Linked DNA regions of Mus musculus: region 1 is linked to region 2. The links are chromatin contacts, called in public Hi-C maps. All regions are on one chromosome and are shown on one strand. Each heading gives the region's core, a stretch centred on a gene start, on an enhancer-like site or on the middle of the called end of the contact. The rest is flanking DNA. Distances are from core to core; before and after follow the strand shown. Region 1 has its middle 44 kb from the start of Megf9. Region 2 holds the start of Megf9 (multiple EGF-like-domains 9).

Region 1 (6,366 bases), core at 2,742-5,241, 43 kb before region 2:
GTTCCATGGGAATGCCCAAATAACTCAGTATGTTGCTAAAACAAAAATCTCCTATCCACAACCTGATAGCAAAGCCCCATTCTTGAAGACAACATACACACAACTCATTGAATATAGAGAAGTGGAGCTGGTGCCTACATAGAGCTCTTACCCCTACATGATATCACCTTTGGTATAGGAAGGTACTCTCCCCTCTACCAAAAGACTAACATAAACACCAAGCCAGCCACAAACCCTTTGAAACACTACAATAGTGTTCTTTGGGCAAAATATGCTAGAGCAATGGTAGAACAAATCTTATCAGAGTAACCAACCAATAACTGGTTTTACTTAAAGCCTACTGCATGAGATGGAATCCATATCTCAGGTGACCAAGGGCCAAACTCCAGAGAGGCCAGGGATCTAGGGTAAAACCACTGGCCTAAAAAAGAAAAGATAATTATAAAATATAAAGGTAATGATATTCATAGATCTTGGATAGTCATCATAAGAGAAGCTTCCTCCTGCAGCAGATGGGAACAAATACAGAGATGCACAATCAGAGATTACATAGTTAGTGAGAGACCTTGTAATACACATCTGTAAATTGGAGATCTCCATTAAATTCCTCCCCTCAGAGCTCAGGCATTCCAGGATGAGGGTGCAGAAAGTGTGTCAGAGCCAGGGTGGGTAAAGGACACCAAGAAAACAAAGAACTCTAAATCAACATGAGGCAAAGCTCTTATGAACTCACAGAGACTGAGAAAGCATGCACAGGGTCTACACAGGTCTGCCCCATTTTTTCACATTTATTTTATGGCTTCCAGTTTAGTGTCTTCATGGGTACCTAAGGGGACAATTGAGAGGGACTCTGATTCTTGTGCCTTCTCTTTGACTCATTTCTTTTTATTGGTTTATCTGGTTCAACTTTGAGGTGTTGGGGTCTTTTATTTGTCATGTTTTATTTTGTTATATTTTAAGATTATCTCTTAGAAGCCTATTATTTTCTAATGAGAGACTGAGAAGAAGTGGATCTGGATGGAAGGAAAAGTGGGAAAGAACTAGGAGGAATAGAGGTGGTAAAAACCATAATCAGAAAATATCCCGTGAGAAAAGAATCTAATTTCAATAAAAAGAAAGAAAAGTAGGTTGGTACAATGATCTCTTTGGCCGTTGTCCACTGTCACCCCTTGAGAGTGTTCCATTTTACTCTTTAATCAATCCTGTCTTCCATATTAAAAAAATACTTCATTTAGTATTCCGATTATAACTCCATATCATTGTAAAGCAAATATACCTAGTCAGATCTCAGCTCTACATACATTTGTATCAAAGCAAATATGAAAGAAGTTGTAAAGTTCATGTTGTAGAGTGACCTAAAATAAATCTTATTGAACAGTGACAAAGAAAAGAAAGGAAAATCCATTTTCAATGTTAAGGAAAAGGGTCAAGCTGGTTGAGCTTTAATTATTATATATGAGCTATAAGGTGAAAATAAAGCAAAAGTATAACCTAGAATATCTAACAGAAAGACTGGATATATTTTTACTTTTTAATTTTAATGTTATTATTTCTGGGGGGGAATAGGGATTGGATGGAAGGGTGTTTGTTGGTGTGTATGTGCACACTTGGTGCAAGTGTATGGCAAATGCTATGTGACTTTGTTCTCAACACTACCACGTGCACACAGAACTCTGTCCTTCCAAGGCAATATCCCCAGTGGATCTGGAATAAAGTATACACTGAATATACATAAGATATACATTCTACCTCCCTGTGGAGAAGTGGCTTCAGGTCGACAGTGTTACATATAATGCATGGTTTGTTTTATTTTTGTGTCTAATCCTAAATTCTAATTTAAATTTTTTTCTTGGGTCCTCTGGAACTGGGGTTACAGGTTGCTGTGTGTTATCATATGGTTGCTGAAAACTGAACGCAGATGCTCACATGAGCAACAAGTGCTCATAAACTGGTGATCCATCTCTCCAGATCCCTAATTCTAAATTACAGAAAACAAACGCTCTTGAAATCTTCCATTGCTCACCATCCCTTCCTCTTGCACCTTTTCCTGCTTTATGGATCATTTCATTCTTTCAACTAGAATTTTTTTTACTAGAATCCCATGATATTATTTCACAGACCCCAGCAGAAGTGCAACTACATCTTCACAAATGACAGCACCCTTCTCCTTGCCTTGCCCGTGACCATCTCAGAACAGTTCTCTTTGCCCATCTCTGCTCCAACGGTGCCTGTGATATGGATCCTTGCCACAAGATGGCAGAGACTTGCTTTCAGAGGAAGGAGTTCTTGAGTCTCTTAACCTGATGACACTGGGCATAGGGGATATTTTTCCTCCCAACATTAGCACCTAGCAGGACCCTGTCCCGCACCCTAGTGTGAATTTTGAGGTAGTCAGGAACAGCACTTGGTTTCATGTCTGCCAGCTACAAACTGGGTCAGGGAGTTTTCTGTTTAAAAGCTCATGCTAAGAAAGGCTTAGGACAACACTCCGGTCCCCAAACACCCAGAGTAGTCACTGGCCAGTTGACCAAGACTTCATTGACTTGAACCTGTGTACAAATGATCGTCGCTGGTGGATACCTCACATTTCTGGAGACTCCAGCAAGATCCCCACAGACCAGACTTCAAGATACCAGTGGTCTTGAAGCCCTTATGTGAGGGAAAGACTGTGTTGCTTGAGACTCCTAAGGGGTGTACAACCTGAGATGTTACAGGGCCCTGGGCCTCCATTTAATCAATCCCTGCCTATAGCTTGACAAAATTCATTACTCCCATCCCCAAAAGGAAAAAAATTGAATGTCACCTCATCTATCACCATCAGAGGTAAGTCTGGTTGTGGTGCCTTCTGTTTAATACAAAGAATTAGCCAGACACAACTGCTGATCCAATGTCCAGGATCCATGTGGAAAGTCATCAAATTCCACTGGCCTTTTCCACCACTGTATGGTGGCCACTACTGGTTGTCCTTAATATGTATTTCTTCATGTTTCTGTCAGTTTTGTTGGTTAGATAAACTGAACTAAATTGGAAGTGGTAGTGAGCTGCCCTAGAAACTTGGACTCTACTGCCCCAAGCACAGCACACAATTTTCTGCCGACTCAAGAGTCATGCTAAGCAGCTCACCTGCGCTGTGTTCCCCCACTTTTCTGGCAGTGATTATGGCTGTTGCTACTACTATTGCAATGGTCATGTCAGACTTGTTTCCCAAGCAGTGACAGCCAGAGGGGACCACAGCACTCCAAGGGAAGGTTTTGAAGGACAGATATGACCTTTGTTTCTTTCATAAAAAAAATGCCAAACATATAAAATTGATTGGTCTTCTTTTGGAGTCAGGTAGCCCAGTGACAATTCAGGCCATCTAGATTTCAATGACTGCAAGACCCCAGCCATATTGACAAGTTTTGCTGTATTGATCAGTGGCTTTCTTTGGTGAGAGAGACCACTTGGCTGAAGACCTATGCCCCTCCTTTCGGAAACCCTAATTGCCTGTGGCTCAGCCAGGTCACCCAGAGAAACACAAACCACCCACCTGTTCTCTCAGCCACACCCTCCTAAGCCCAAAGCACTGTCTGGAAGCTCGGACTCTAAGCAGCTGGCTGTGCCAGGGGAAGGGGAAAGTAGTTCCTCTGGCTGGAACCCAGGGGAGAAGAGGAAGTTTCTCATCTTCCCCTTTCATGGTTTCTTTTCAACCTTTCTTTTCAACCAATGATTTATATAATTAGAAAACTCAGAACCTATCATTCTCCACAAAGAGTAGACAAGCTGCCCCTGAGCTGAGCCAAGGTATTGTTGCCGGACAGGGCAGCTCAGATAGAATGGATCTTCTCTTCTGCCTGAACTGACTGGAACCCCAACACTGACCAAGGTAAGGATGCTTTGGAAAATTTTTGCCAGATCCATTTTTAGAAGGAATAAATATAGGTTTTAGAAAACATTGCTTTCGTTAAGCAGTCAGCCCCACATATTAGAAAAGCAAAAGAAAACAATTTAGAAGGGTTTGAGAATATAAATCGGTTCCATCTGGTGATTGCTTAAAAGGTTTACAATAACCATGACTCTGTAGAATGAAAACAAAACAAAAGACAAAAGAGATCCCAGTTGGGGAAGCCAGAGACACTAGAAACAGCAGAGGAAAGACGGACATCCTGTCCTATGTATGGAAGTGACTGCAGAGGGGTCCTTGCTCAGGTACTTAGACCTTGGAAGAATCCAGTGGCTTATTTGTACAGAAGATTTGAGCCTATTTCTGCTAGTTGACCAGTTTATTTGTGGGCAGTTGCCACTACATTCACATTAATTTAAAAACAAACAACAAACAAACCTTACTGACCCTAACCATTCCGCACTTTGGTGAGGGGATACAATGCCCATATAATGCATTATCAGGCACTTCTCTTAGACCAGCCACATATCCAATTTTTCAAAACTTTACCATCACCCCAGCCAGCCTGCTTTCAGATGATGACCCAACAGAGCAATCCCAATACAATAGCCAAATTAGGATCTTCAGATTCCATTGACCAGATGAGCGACACAGCAGGGATTCTGTGATGATTAACTGGATGCAGACAAGGTCCCCTGGCATAACAACACAATGAGAGGAAATGTGCTCCAGATGCTTCACTGGCCAGTCTGACTCAAGGAAGCAAGAACTTATAGGTCAGCTTGTCACAGGTGCTGGCAATGCAGAAGTACTTGTGGCCAGCAGCTTCAACCACCACTTCAGGGAGGGCCCCATTCCAGACTGTTGCTACCCCTGCAACTGCAGAAACTGCATCATCTACTCTGGGGTTGGCAGGCCAAGAGCCTCCTGCCTCTGCTCAATCCAAGAGACCTGAAATCATACTGTATGGGGAGCGTTTTTTGCTCAAGATGAATTCAGGTATGCTGAGGCCAAAGTTGTTACCTTGGACTGTGTCTTAGGGTGTGATGAAATTACATGACCAAAAAGCAAGCTGGGGAAGAAAGGGTTCATGTGGTTTATACTTCCATAATGCGGTTCATCATCAAAAAAGTCAGGACCACAACTCAAGCAGGCTAGAGACCTGAAAACCATAGAGGAATGTTGCTTGCTGCCTTGTTCTATATGGCTTGGTCAGCCTGCTTTCTTATTAAAAAAAACAAAACAAAACAAAACAAAACATTTAAGGCATTTAAATTTAAGGCATTTAACTTAACAAAACATTTAAGAAAAATGCCTTACAATCAGATCTTATGTGGGGCAATTTCTCAGTTGAGGTTCCCTCCTTTCAGATAACTCATCTTGTGTCAACCTGACACAAGATTAGCCAGCACAGACTGGCTGGTGGGGGCCCAATCCCTCAGTCAAGGGATTTCAACACAAAGGGCTGAGCTTCTGGCATTTCCTGAGCACTTTGCTGGTAAAAGGACAAAAGCTATCAGTGAATTCATGGGCAGTTGGTATGCATTTGCTATTGCCTATGGCCATAGGGCTTTCTTTATATAGAGAAGGGACTCCTCACCTCAGTCAGAAAAGAAATAAAAAACAAAACAAAACAAATATATATATGGCCCTACTAGAGACCATACATATGCCAAAAGAGGTAGCCACTGTTCACTGCAAAAGGCATCAAAAGGAGACCCACAGAGGCCCAAGAGAAAAGGGCAACAGACTTGGCCACCTGGAAGGCAGCACTAGAACCAATCAGGCCTCTGATTATCCTGACTGAACCTGGATTGCTCAAGAACCCAACCTATACACAAGAAAACAAGTAGGCAAAAGGGAGGGTGCCAACCAGAAGACAATGGATAGTAGTTCTTGCCAGATAAGACATTTGTACTCACTGCCATTATCATAAGATGAATGATTGCCAAACTCTATGAGGTCACATATCTGAGAGCAGCAAAAAATGAATGAGTTACTCAGACCCAGATATTCCAGATATTCCAGATGGACTAGATTTGGGCAACAGCTTGGTCTTTAAGGCCAAAGTTTCCCTAAATCTGGCAAAGGTCATAAATATTTATTGGAAACTACTTTGTACCTAGAGGCCACAAAGATCAGGACAAGTGTAGTGGTTAGAATAGGTTTGGTCTCATAGATTGATGTGTTGGAATGCTTCACCAGCTGGAAGTGAAATTATTTGGAAGTGTGGCCTTCTTGGAGGAAGTGTGTCACTATGGAGGTGGGCTTTAACATTCCTAAGCTCAAGCTCTACTCAGTGCAGAAGTAGTCTTCTCCTGGCTACTTTCAGATCAAGATGTAGAACTCTCAGCTCCTTCTCCAACACCATGGCTGCCTGAACACTGTCATGCTTCTTGCCATTAAAATAATCAACCAAACCTCTGAAACTGTAAACCAGTCCCAATTAAATGTCCTTTATCAAAGTTTCCTTGGTCATTGTG
Region 2 (6,670 bases), core at 3,180-5,679:
AGAGAAGAGAATTAGCTTTGAAGTCAGGCAGATCTTAGGCATGTCTAAACCTTTTAGAGGTTTACTTTCCTCTTTTTTTCCCCCCAGCATAGGTGATAGTTCTAACCCTAAGGAATGAATGTGTTCCTGTTTTTGTGGTGTTGATGATCAAACCCAAAGTCGTATGCATGCAAGCAATCGCTCTATTCAGCTTTCAGAGTGCAAAACAGTAAAAAGTGCTTGTCCCATCACAAGACTCTTATCTGCAGGATACCTAAGCTGGTTCTGCAGATTTCATGCTGAGCTGGTGCCGTGCACAAAGTGGAATCAGACTAAACCTTCTTGAGTATTTGATCAAACAGACTGTAAGCAGGCCTTCTCTGAATCTTTGTGACCATTACTCCCATGGTAAAATGGCAGCTCCCTTTGGAGCAACAGGAAAAGTACTGGAAGTCATTCTGATACATAATGTCAGGGCCATTACTTTTGTCTTCTCTTTCGAACATGATATCATGAGCATTTTCTAGTTACAGTTTGATGCCAGTGTGAATCCAGCCACTCTCACTTGCTAAGGGACCTTAGGCAAGCTGCTTAACTTTTCTTTGCCTTAGCTTGTTTATCTGTAAGATACAGATAATAAAATGCTGCAAAGTGAATGCTGTGTCTCTCTATAACTTGTGAGATGAAATCCTAACATTATCCCTATATGGGATCTGGAGGCCTTTAGAAGGCAATAGGTCAGCAGGGTAAAGCACTTGTGAATGGGATCAGTGTCCTTGTAAAAAACACCCCAGACAGCTGCTTTGTCCTTTCAATCACAAGAAGACAGTGAAAGGATGGAATCTGTGCACTTGGAAGAAGTCTCTTCCCAGACACTCAACAAGCTGGTATCTTGGTCTTGAATTTCTTAGCCACCAAAACTGTGAGGAATATCGGCATGGTTTGTAAGTCTCCTAGTTTTTGTTATAGTAGTCCAAACAATCTAGGACATATATTTGGGGGTGGGGGGTTCTAAAAATTAAATGAAGTAATTCACGGGCCTCTGTTAGGACTGTGCCTGGAACTTGCAATCTCTATTACATATTATTGATATCTGCTACATATCCATGATAGTAGATCCTGATAGTGATGGTATATAATTAAACTGAACAGATGTATTCCTATGTATGATATTAGATATTTATGGTTATTTTTCTGTTTTTAAATATAAACTTACAAACTAAGTCATGTTGGTCATGATGTAATTCAGGAAGCTAAGTTAGGGCACTGTCATGAGCTCTAGGCTAAACTGGACTCTATGGGGAGTTCTAGGCCAGTCCAGATTGTAGAGTAAAGCACTGTTTCAGAAAACACAACAAAATAAGCCATCTTGTAGTTTGTGGTATAGAGATAAAAGCCAAGCAGTGAGTTTAAAACTTTGGGCTCGTTAGATGGCTTACAAGATAAAGGTAAGTACTACCTTTATGCCTGGCAACTTGAGTTTAATATATGAAACCCAAGTAGTAGAAAGAGAGGAGAGTCTTCCCCCAAATGCCTCTGACTTCTACATGTGAGCCAAGCATGTCTGTGTTCATGTATGTACACATACAATCACAAACAAAGTGAACAAAATTAAAAGTAATAAAAAGACTCAATGTTGAAGTAATAATAATATATCTAAGTTATCTTACAGGCCTTGATTATTGATGGTTCTTTCCAGTATCCACGCGTGTGGAAGGCACACCGAGGCCAGTCTAAGCTACAAAGGGAGACTGTCTCAAAAATATCATCTTACAAAAATTCAACACTTCCTAGACATATTTTTGGCTAATTGTCCCAACTGAGAAGTCCTGTATGAAATGTCCTTGTCCAAGGCACAGCAGCCCTGAATCACTCTGCAAGGTTTCTAGGCCTTTATTCTGGGATCCTCCTGACAGAAAAAAAAAAAAAAAAAAAAAAAAAAAAGCCAAATCAGCTTTCCCCCTCTAGCAGTGAAGAATCTCTGATACAGCACAGCTCAGGGCCAAGCCAGCAGTTTTTAGATACCATTTGGAAATATCCAGTAGAGCAAATGTCAAGCCTTGTCACCTGATCTGGAGTTTTTGGGACAGAGGTTTCTGCTGTAGTCTTTCAGCTAACAAAACTCAGGGTTAGCAATAGCAATTGAAACGTTAAGTGACAATAGAGTATAATTGGTGTGTCAAAAGGCTCTGTTTAAAAAAAAAAAAAAAACAGTTCTGTTTGATCTGTTTAAAGAATTAATGGCCTCATTTTAAAGACAAGGAAACTGAGGTTCAGAGAGGAAACTTGATCCAAGTCTGTGGCTCTAAAGGACCCAAGCTTTCCTTCCCTGTGAGCACAACAGGATCTCTTTCAGATTAATCAGCATGTTTTACTGCTCACTGCTAGGCACTGGAACATAGAGCTGGGTGAAATAGACAGGCAGGGGTATTAATCACAAGTTCTAGTCCTGAGGTTGCTGAGTGCCCAGGAGAAGTAATTAAGTCATGTGGGTGGTTCATTTTATTTGTAGTACTTATGTCTAAAAGCCATCATTAATCCTTTTAGGAAGAGGCAGGGGTTGATAGATCAGGGTTATAAACAAAGGCCGGTAGGGAACTAGGGAGGGATTAACTCCCACTCAGAAATCCAAGTCCTAGAGGATGTGGCATTTTGGTTGGGGCTGAGGAACCAAAAGAATACAGGGGAGGGACACACCATGTCCACTCCCTTCCTAAAGGCAAGTAAAAATAGAACTATGGTCAATTCTTGCTAAATATTTGTCTTTAGAACAGTTACATGGCCCTCTCATTTAGTCCCTTATTTCTTACATAGGTAGGCCTCTAAAGACACACCCAGAAACAACCTCACATTGAAAAACAGAAAATTCACACAAAACACACACCAGTGTGCATGCATTAATATCTTAAACATATCACATGAAAATACAAGTTCTTATATTTGCAGACTCACACATACAATCTTCACAGAGAGACTTACAAATGTGTTTATGCTTTCATACACAAGCTCCAACATATCCTCTCCCCACCCACTACTCACTCAGGCAAATAAATGCATGCTTTTGTTAACACACAGGAGTTCACACACAAATCTCATCCTGCCTGTCTGGTTAGAGGAGAATGACTAATGGGAAATCATGCACAAAGGCAAGCATCCTAGGAGAGGCCACGACTGGGTTTACAGTGAGGCTGTTGGGATGGAATTAAGCCATCAGATGACAAACTTGTCCTGCCAGATTGCACCTAAAAGTTGCTCAGCTGAGGCTACCATGTCCCGCAGCGCTGGATCCTGGGTGATGGTGCAAGTTTGCCTGCCTGATTTCCAACTTCCTCCAGAGTTTAATGTCATCCAGGGTCAAGCTCTGTTATCAGCCCAACCCCAATGCAGGCAACAGGCAGGAATCTCTGGGGACTCAGAGGCAATGCGGGCTGCTTTCCAACCTTAGGCTTGTCCTGACATAGTGCAACCCCAAGTGGTTAGCATTAATGACGGTTTACAACCGTGGGCCAAGCATTGGGTTAAACCCTTCAAGTACATGATTTCATTTTCACAACTCTGTGAGGGGGATGGGGTGTGCCCTCTCATCTCACCATTTACGTGGTTAAGAAAACTGCTTGAGCCACAAAACCACTCAGCAAGAGAGACAAGGAGCTGAAATTCAACCTGGTCATATTCTATTCTTTCCGAGGTTCTGAGCATAAACTGTGCATGCCAGTTTGTCTCCTCCACACCCTCTTGTGCTCAGGATGGGGCTCCAGGCCGTCCCATCTGGCTTAGTGCAGGCCCATGCCATCAGCAGGTGCTTAGTGGGGGCACAGAAGTTGGCTTGCTGAAGCCATCAGCAAGAGCTTTAATTTCCCCATCTCTGAAATGGGGTTGACAGTGTTGATACCGCAGGGCCAAGGCCGGCTGTCTTGAGCAACAGAGTGAGAGCCGAGCTCCATCTAATATATTAGCTGCCACCACCCTCGCCCGTCGCGGGGATGTAACCCAGCCCCCGCCCGAGTCCGGGTGCGGTTCCGGCGCCCCCATTGTTCAGAAGGGTGGAGACGCTGTCCACAGGGGACTCCCCGCCCCGGGTCCAGCTCGCAGCCCAGTGGAACAGATGATTTGGCCTGGAATCTGCCGCGCGGGCCGCGTCCTTTGTCTGCTCGGCGGCGTTGGATGCCCAAGGCCCGCGCCCCGCTCTGTGGGTAGACAAAGCCGGAGCCGCAGCGAACCCAGCCGGCTCCAACACCTCTCGCGCCTCCCGACGTCCCGCCCTCTTCCCTTGGAGTCCTCTGATTGGTCTGCGCCGTTACAAAGAGGCCGGGGAGCGGGCGGATCACGTGGGCCAACGCGGCTTCCGATTGGCCAGGCTTCGCTGCCTATCGAGGAGGGCGGGCAGTGCGCGCTCCGCCCAGTCGCTCCCTCCGCGTTGAGGCCCGCCCGCGGGGCCGGCCGCCTGTCAGAGGGAGGTGGCGATGGTGCTCTTGGTGGCGGCAGCGGCGGCAACGCTTTCCTTGGTCGGACGGCAGGGAGGAGAAGATGACTGACCGATCGACTGGATGAATGAATGAATGGCGGAGCCGAGCGCGCCATGAGGAGCCTGCCGAGCCTGGGCGGCCTCGCCCTGTTGTGCTGCGCGGCCGCCGCAGCCGCTTCCACAGCCTCGGCAGGGAATGTCACCGGTGGCGGCGGGGCCGAGGGGCAGGTGGTCCCGTCGCCCAGCCCGGGGCTTCGGGACCAAGCCAGCAGCCCCTTCCCTAAGACCGCGGCTCCCACCGCGCAGGCCCCGCGGACCGGTCCCCCGCGCACCACAGTCCGCAAAACCGGGGCTACAACCCCGTCAGCCGGCTCCCCGGAGATCATTCCTCCTCTTCGCACCAGCGCACAACCCGCTGCCACCCCCTTCCCGGCTCTGGACCTCTCGCCCGCCACCCCTTCGGAGGACGGACACACTCCCACCACGGAATCACCACCCTCCAGACCCGCGCCCACCACCCTTGCGAGCACAGTTGGCCAGCCGCCGACCACCTCTGTAGTCACCACCGCTCAGGCTTCCAGCACTCCAGGGACCCCAACTGCCGAGTCCCCGGACAGAAGCAGCAACAGTAGCGGAGTCCCGCCCACCGCACCTGTCACCGAAGCCCCTACTTCTCCTCCCCCAGGTGAGTCCTCTGGACCTTCCCCCAGGCACTGCCTATTTACACACCGGCCTCGTCACCCTGGCCGCTTCTTGCCCAAGAGCTTCCCAAGGGAAGATCCGAGCTCCAGTTAAAGTAAACCCCCAATCCCTCCAAATCTAGAAAGTCTTTTGTCCCCCAACCTGGTGCCATGCTCCATCCAGAGGGAGCTGCTGCTATATGGAAGGCTTAGGGTCTCTTCCTAAAACAGGGTTTTCTGGCCTTTGTCAGAGTCCCAGAATGGACACAAACTTTTGTATTGGATCCGCCCAGAAGGCCACCCTACCTGGGATATTTGGGGGAAAGTTTGAAAGCTAGGATGGTGCTTTATCAATGCGCAGGTAAAAACCTTTACGGGATTCCCCCAGATGAACAATGTAGTTTGCTTACAAACAGAAACGGCATTGTAGTCCGTGTTTTCTCTGCAAATAAGTAGATTTTATAGGTCATTTGGGACAGGTGTGTATCTAGGTTGAGCAAGTTTATAAATTAGGTTAAATCCCTTCCTTGCACCACTTCATTCTGTCTCAGTTCCAAGGTCAGTAATTGAGCAAATGCCATTTGAGCAGGGATGCCCATCTTTGCCCCTTTTTAAAGTAGGATGTTCATTACTGCTGATGCTGACATGCCAATTTCTGTTTGAACTCACAATAGGAAATGCAGCTCTTCTGCTGGTGAAAGTGTTCAAGCAAAGTTAAGATACAACTGCTGTTCTTTCACCCTTTTGCATCTTAAATAGGCCAGGAACTCAACCAATAAGGCCTACGTCTTTAAGAAATTCAGCAAGTTTTCTGAGATCTTTTGCTTTGCATTGGGGTGGAGATTTGCCCAGAGCACTTACTTGTCTAGCTTGATCTGATTGTTGACCTAATTCTTAGGCTCAGTGGTTTACTGTGGAGTCAGGTATGAAGTTTGGACTATAATTGAGTTGGTAGAAGATTTTCCCAGATGGTTAAGCCTTGAATCGTATGTTGGAGCTTGGCAAAGGCACAAGTAGGAATGCAGATTATTCACCCCCAAAAGCCACATTTGGATCTCTTTTAGCTTCAAGGAATGTACTAACTAGCTAGTTTTTAAACCTTTCATGCTTTTTAGCTTTTTATAAAGAGAGATTGACATATTACTAAAAGTTAGACTAGTACCTAAGTCTAGACTCTCGAGTCCATTTTTAGGTTTGAATTCCATCTTATTGCCCCCCTTTGTCAACATAAGTATGGACAGGTTCTTGTGATCTTACTTTCTTCAACCTTCAGATGCAGGTTATCATAGTCCTTATAGGTTTGCTGTGCAAATTATGTAGAATGGACTGAGTGTGTATACTACACATGTACTGAGGAAGCAAATACAAGAGGATCAGGAGTTCAAAGCCAGCCTAGGCTACATAATACATTTAATACAACCTGGAGTGAATGGCAAGACTCAAGAAAGAAAGAAAAACAGTAGAGAGAGGTTAGGAGAAGAGAGAAGAAAATTCACTAAGTCAATGTATACCTAACTAGTGCTTAGAATAGTTCCTGTGCTTGATA

What was found. Hi-C and Micro-C count contacts between places; a contact is called where the count stands out from the background.
Region 1: a Hi-C map of neutrophils shows a contact between it and region 2, with 3 times the contacts expected there. The contact joins the enhancer-like site here to the promoter of Megf9 in region 2. A contact is called at or near these places in 3 of 39 promoter capture datasets (3T3-L1-derived adipocytes, the C10 cell line and neutrophils), 1 of 15 datasets of contacts at CTCF or cohesin (the NIH/3T3 cell line), 26 of 484 Hi-C or Micro-C datasets (ECoMG myeloid progenitors, Sertoli cells, bone marrow and 21 more), 7 of 115 datasets of contacts at active chromatin or transcription factors (the SCID.adh cell line, bone marrow-derived macrophages, embryonic stem cells and 2 more) and 2 of 9 other capture datasets (embryonic stem cells and pancreatic islet).

What each region holds. Positions count from the first base shown.
Region 1 is chr4:70,575,741-70,582,106 of GRCm38.p6, reverse strand. No RefSeq gene overlaps it. Among named protein-coding and RNA genes, the nearest start is that of Megf9, 44 kb to the right of the region's middle. Within about 2 kb of position 3,991, at least 17 of the 459 cell types and tissues checked have an H3K27ac peak or open chromatin away from gene starts, as enhancers often do. A contact at or near this core is called in neural progenitor cells and neutrophils, where this site is marked.
Region 2 is chr4:70,532,687-70,539,356 of GRCm38.p6, reverse strand. It overlaps Megf9 (multiple EGF-like-domains 9), which reads left to right and starts at 4,429. Exons shown (of 6, transcript NM_172694.2): 1 at 4,429-5,129. The coding sequence starts at 4,535.